Regions from separate parts of the Zea mays genome. Here region 2 is linked to region 1. Evidence: chromatin contacts called from public Hi-C data. All regions are on one chromosome and are shown on one strand. The core of a region is the stretch at or near the end of the contact, and the rest is flanking DNA. Distances in the headings are between cores, read along the strand shown.

Region 1 (3,003 bases), core at 332-2,831:
GTAATGGAGGAGGGAAGGGCGAGGAGGGCGGCCAGGTTAGCTCACAATGGCAATGATCCAGAGCAACCACCCCTACTGCCCAGAAGCAACCGTCCTCAATGCGGCAAGGCCTCCTCCAGACTCACTCCAGACAGCATGCCATGGCGCGCGATATAAAAACACGGGGCCGCCATGTAGTACGAGCACGGCGAGAGAAGGACCCGGAGAGCAAGCAGAAAGAAGACGACGAAGCGCCGCGGCCGGCCTGCCTGGTGCTCCGATATATCATCGGTCGATCTTACTTCTTACCGGCGAGCGAGAGGCGCGCGGAGGAGGAGGAGCCGCCGCCGGCGATGGAGTCGAGCTGCGCCTCCACCCGCTTGAGGAACTCCATGGCCTCGTCGATCGGCCGGGTCAGCTCCTCCCGGTACTTGACGAGCATGTTGCAGTACGCCTCCTGCACGCCGCGCCGGCGACCACATGCGATGTGATGCGATTGGCAGAGAGAGAGAGAGAGAGAGAGAGAGACGAGGTTAGCAAAACGAAACGAAGGAAGGGCGCGGCAAAGTAGCTAGCTGTGTGGATTACCGACCATGAACTGGTCCAGCTCCGGGTCGCGCGGCCCGTGGCGGCCCGGCGGGCGCGCGTCCAGCTTCGCCGCCATGGCCGTCAGCCTCTCCAGCAGGTCCGGCGGCGCGCCCACCTGCAGTGTCACAGCGCGCGCGTGCTTGCGTCATTTCGTAGCCACCATGTGAGGGTGATCGTGATTCGTGAGGAGCGAGGCGACGCGACAGGCGCGCGGATAGATTACGCATCAAATTAAGCAAATCTCGTTTCACGAATCTAACAAAAAAAGCTAGGTGCGTTTTTTTTTCCCGACGGCGGCTGATGCCGATGCCAGGGTACTGGTAGCGCAAGCGAGCTCGAGGCGGTCGCCTACTTTCTGGCAGTCGAGGTAGGCGGCGAGGAGCGCCGAGTACTGCGGGTGCGCCACGATCTTGGCCTTTATGGCGTCGGCCTCCGCCGCCGACATCTCGGCGCCGTGCTTGGCGTACGGCGACTGGTGCTGCTGCTGCTGCGACGACGACGGGCCCGCGGTGGTGCCGTGGTGCAGGAGCGCGAGCGGCGCGCCGTAGTACGCGGGGGACGCCGCCGCCGCCGTCGACAGCGGCAGCTGCAGGAAGGACGAGGACGACACCGCCGCCACCGCCTTGGAGTTGGAGTTGGAGCCCCCGCACCCGCCGCTGCTCCCGGCTCCGGTCCCGAGGTTCCCGAAGTTCTGATCCATGGACGAAAAGGAACAGCGGGCGGGATGATGGAACCCTAGCGAGCGAGGGGCCTGAAAATAAAGCTCGCCGGTCAGCAAGGAAGGAGGCGTCCGGTCCCTGTAGCTTCTCTCCCTCTCTCAACACTAATGGCGGCGGCCGTGGAACGTACGCTCACAGTTGGAGGAGGATGAGGAGGTGAGAGAGGGAAGGTGCGGCTAGATATTAATGGGAAGGAGAGGGGAACGAGAGGGGGGAAGGGAAAGGTGTGCGCGACCGCCCTCTGCCCCTGTGTGAAGATTGGATGGCTGCCTGGCCCTGGCTGGTGGCGACCCCTTTTTCTCGCGTCACATCTCACCGGAGAAGAGGGCCTCCGAGCTGCCGAGGCCAGCAGTTGCATGACAGACGTATGCCGCCGTAGCCGTATGCGTATGCACGTAGATACGCTGCTGCTCCATGACCATGCATGGATGGACAGGGTTATACAACAAGATAGTAATAAACCTCCGCAGTTAAATGTGTTTCAAATATATAAAACTACTATCTTCACGATAAATTTCTTTTAAAATATATTGTGGTTTACTAAAAATAAATTTAAAGATTCCTGACTATAGCCGTTTGAATGTTGTTTGCAAAAAAAAAAAAAAATAGATCCCTTTGTAAATGTTGTTTGCTAATTAAAAATAAATTGAAACAAGTTTTATATCTTAAAATTGTATATTATTTGAATAATTGGTGGTTAAATTTGTAGAGTTATTCTTTTCTCTATGTAAAATATAGTTATCATTGCGAAAAATATAATTCATAAGAAAATGAACATTTTTATAACCAAAATACTACGTGTATATTTGCCGGATACCTGGCAAGTCTCACGCTATAGTAAGGTCGTCTAGAGTCTCTTTAGTTAGGCCGTGACCATAAAAAAGGTTGTAGTAAACTCTGAGTTGTAACAAAAGTTGTTGTGTGTATGAGCTGTAAAAAGCTATAAATTGTTTTATGGAAGCTACTAAAAGTTCTATCAGATATGTTTGTAAGATTTTTTTTCATCTGAATGACGATAAAATTAGATTTTGAAGTTGCTTTCAATTTTACAATGAAATTAAACTGGCTTTTTTAAAAAAAACTATTGGTTGAATTGAGCCCTTTAGTTTCACTTTTGAGGAGCAAAAACCACACCCAAAATGTCAAACCAAACATACCCCTAACTAACCTAACTAGGGCTGTCGGCTGCGACTGAGCAGTAGGTTGAACATTTCGTTGAGGATTTACATATCTATACGATTATACCTAATATTATATATATATATATTCAATAGTCTTAAAGATATAAAAAATAACGTATTTTTTTATGTATCTCTCTCCCTCTCTAACTATTATGACAGTAGAGAGTTCTCTCTCTAGACTCATAAGATGAACTCATACACAAACTTATATAATTTAAGATAACTCCTGTATAGCAATATATAATCAAATGAAATCTAGCTAATTCCAAAACACACTAGGTCATAGTGACTGATTATTAATTTTGTTTATGGTTCTGTTTTCTACCTTTAGTTTCTATTTCTCTTCGATTCAGTTTTTTTGTCACGTCAGCTCTAGTATATCATCAAATTTTGTTTCAGTTTTTTCTTATTCTCGTCACGTGCGTTTCGGTTTTCCGTTTTTTCCCCACCCATCCGTCTGTGTTTTCCATTTTTCTCTATCTTCGTTTTTTGTTTCGTACTCCGCAACGTTAGCTTTGATACGGCATTATGGTCCT
Region 2 (2,878 bases), core at 170-2,669, 170 kb after region 1:
TTGCCTTGGTAATGTCGGGAGCGTGTTTTGCTGATGTTCCCTTCTTACTCAAGCGTCTAGGGATTTCAGGGTTGTGATCTGGGTACCCCTAATTATGGTACCCGACAGAATGTTTAGCAGATATAGAAAAAGCAAGGAAAGGGATCAAACTTAGTGTTTGGTATTAGATCATAAAGGGACACAGAATTAAAGTGTGATCCAATGAACGTTGCTAGATGTATGTGGTAAGTGTATACCTTCTTCAGCATCAACTTTTTCTGATGACGCAGCATCCTCCGCATCGGTACCAGAGACCTTTGAGGTTCCACTGTCATCTTTAGTAGCTGTACTCTTCACTGAGTCTTCATTTGGCAAGCTCTTGGGAACATTTCCCAAAACATCACTCTCCTCCTGAGCTTTGTATAGCAGGGCACATCCATATTTGAAGTATGTGCTGGCACACTCCGGTGCGAGCTCTCCATAATGTGAAGCCCTGGTGGGCAAGGAGTGCACAAAATTGTTAGTGTGCCACTGTAAAGGTTATAAACATAACTTACATCAGGCCACAATAGGCAATGTAAAACGAGAAATAGCAGCACAATGAAAACTGACAGATACAGAGGTTTTATCAACCAAGTTACTGATACAAGTCCCTAAGTTAGTTCATTGTTGGTTGGCTTCCAAGATATTTGCATAAGCACAGGCATACAGCACATTTTTCTTAAGCATTGTATACCACAGTACACTTGCAACCAATGGCGAACACAGTTTGCGCATGATGACATCCCATGGCCAAGTGTTGCTGTACAAACCACAGCGGGGCTCGCAGCCAAATCCGACAAAACCCTGAGACCCTGACAACGACAGACTCTCTACATCTCACCCACGACAGAGACGAAACGAAAACACTCCTGCTAAGCATTTTGCTACATAACCCCTTAAAACCCTATTGGACCGAATCACCGAGCCACACAAGCACTGATGCGAAACCCAGCAGATCCGGACAGAAAAAGCACCGTACCAACCGCCAATTGGTCCGAACTCTGCCGACACGCGGAGTCGCTTCACAGCTAATGTCGCCGAGGTAGAGGGGGGAAATGGGAAGGGGAAAGGAAACCCTAACCTGATCTCGAGCGCTCGGCTGAGACAGTCTACGGCGTCGACGAAGTCCTCATCCTCGATGGCCTTGGAACCCCTGTCGAAGAGCTCCTGCGCCCGCTCTAGGGTTTGCGGCTCATCCTCCGCCTCGCCGGGCGCCGCCTCGGTAGGCTCTGTGTCCGGCGGCGGCGGGGCCTGGGGCTCCTCCTCCGGCGGCACAGCCGCGTTCTCCGACGAGGAGGCCATGGGCGGCGCGCTGCGCGGCGGCTGGGGTTCTCCTTCTCGGCGCGGGGAGCGGCAGGGGGAGAGGAAGGGGGAGGTCGGAGATGGGGAAATTTTGGGTGAACGGAGCGCGAAATCTCAGGAGGGTAATGGGCCTGTTTGGTTCAGCTTTTTTCTGACGAGCTTTTCTGAAAATCTGGCTGTGGGGAGAATCTGGCTATAGAAAGAATCTGAGTATCATTACGATTATGTGTGGAGGAAGATAAAGTTGTTCATAGGGCTCAGGATCTAGAAAGTAACGGATTCCTACTATTACAACGACTCAACCGATTATGTGTTTATGTTAATTTTGGATGATTTTTGTCCCAACAAATTTTATAGAAGCTGGCTGAAAAGCTGAGCGTTTGGCAGTACACAACAGCTTTTGGTGGCCAGAAGCTGCCAGAATCCGAAACAAACAGGCACTATGACTGTATCTGTATGAGGGCTTGCCGCAACGGGTTCCAGGTTGGGCTCGTTGTGGCTGCAAATGTGGGTCTATATGGGCTATTTGTCTTGGTCTAAATACCGTTTTCACCCTGTAGGAGACCTGTAGGCCTCTGGCGGGTCAGTTGGTCAGACGGACCCAAGCCATCCTCCTCCTCTTTCATTTCCCGGGGGGGGGGGGGGGGGGGGGGGGGGGGGGGGTTTGCCATTTTGTTCTTGACCGAGCTAAGTTCCACGATTAGCGTTAATTAATCAACAGCATGTGCATAGTTCATAAATAAAAAGAATATATGGTCTAACCAGTAAACCTGTGATACCCGAAGAATTTTTAGAGGGGAAGACCGGAAGAGGCATAACGACCAGTTTACTGATTATATATGCAAGCATGAGTGCATACAGGTTTGCAAAATGACCTAGAACTCGAGGCGCATCTGCGAAGGTGCAAGCCGGTTCTCCTTCTCCTTCCGCATCCACCTCGCGATGGAGCCTTGCAGCCGGCTGGGCGCGTGCGCGGCCCACAGGCTGAGGAAGTGAGGGATCACGTACGGCTCCTCCTCCTCCTGCCGCCGTCGCATCGCCGCGCTTCTTGCCCTGCTACCGCCCCGCCGCGCGCTCTGCGTCTCCGTGCCTGACGCCGCCTTCGCGACCTGAATGTACGCGGCGCCATGCCTCGCCTTCCACAGCATCCGGTAGACCGGCGCGTCCGCGTACCGGCGGAAGTAGTCGACGGCCATGGGCAGCGTGACCTCTTCCACCTGGGCCAAGGTGACGCCTGCGTGCGCGCGACGGTGCTCGTCGTCGCTGCTGTGGTGGCTCACCACCACGGCTGATGATGCGCTGTCGTCGTCCGCAGCCGGACGCAGGTCCTGTGAAGAGCCAGCGTGCGGCGCAAACAGCAGGCCGGCTGTCAGGTACTGCAGGGAGCCCTCATCCTGCAACGCGACCTGGCACTGCAGGTGCACTCCGATGACCGACGCTAGCAGAGAGACGTCTGGCGGCGTGCTTGTGTTGCTGCTACTACCACAGTGAAGCTCGTGCTGCCTGCAGCACGACGGGTCTGGGCGATGCCACTGAGAGACACAGGAATGGAGGT

The links. Hi-C and Micro-C count contacts between places; a contact is called where the count stands out from the background.
Region 2: a contact with region 1 is called in a Hi-C map of ear, with 2.1 times the contacts expected there. The contact joins the promoter of LOC101027138 here to the promoter of LOC100283277 in region 1. A contact is called at or near these places in 2 of 25 Hi-C or Micro-C datasets (ear and tassel).

What each region holds. Positions count from the first base shown.
Region 1 is chr2:241,658,993-241,661,995 of Zm-B73-REFERENCE-NAM-5.0, forward strand. LOC100283277 (homeobox protein rough sheath 1) reads right to left here and starts at 1,582. Exons shown (of 5, transcript NM_001156179.2): 1 at 920-1,582; 2 at 572-682; 3 at 289-436. The coding sequence starts at 1,267.
Region 2 is chr2:241,832,507-241,835,384 of Zm-B73-REFERENCE-NAM-5.0, forward strand. It overlaps LOC101027138 (TPR domain containing protein), which reads right to left and starts at 1,420. Exons shown (of 6, transcript NM_001279620.2): 1 at 1,103-1,420; 2 at 237-472. The coding sequence starts at 1,323. It overlaps LOC111590900, which reads right to left. Exons shown (of 2, transcript XM_023301801.2): 2 at 2,058-2,878. The coding sequence ends at 2,199.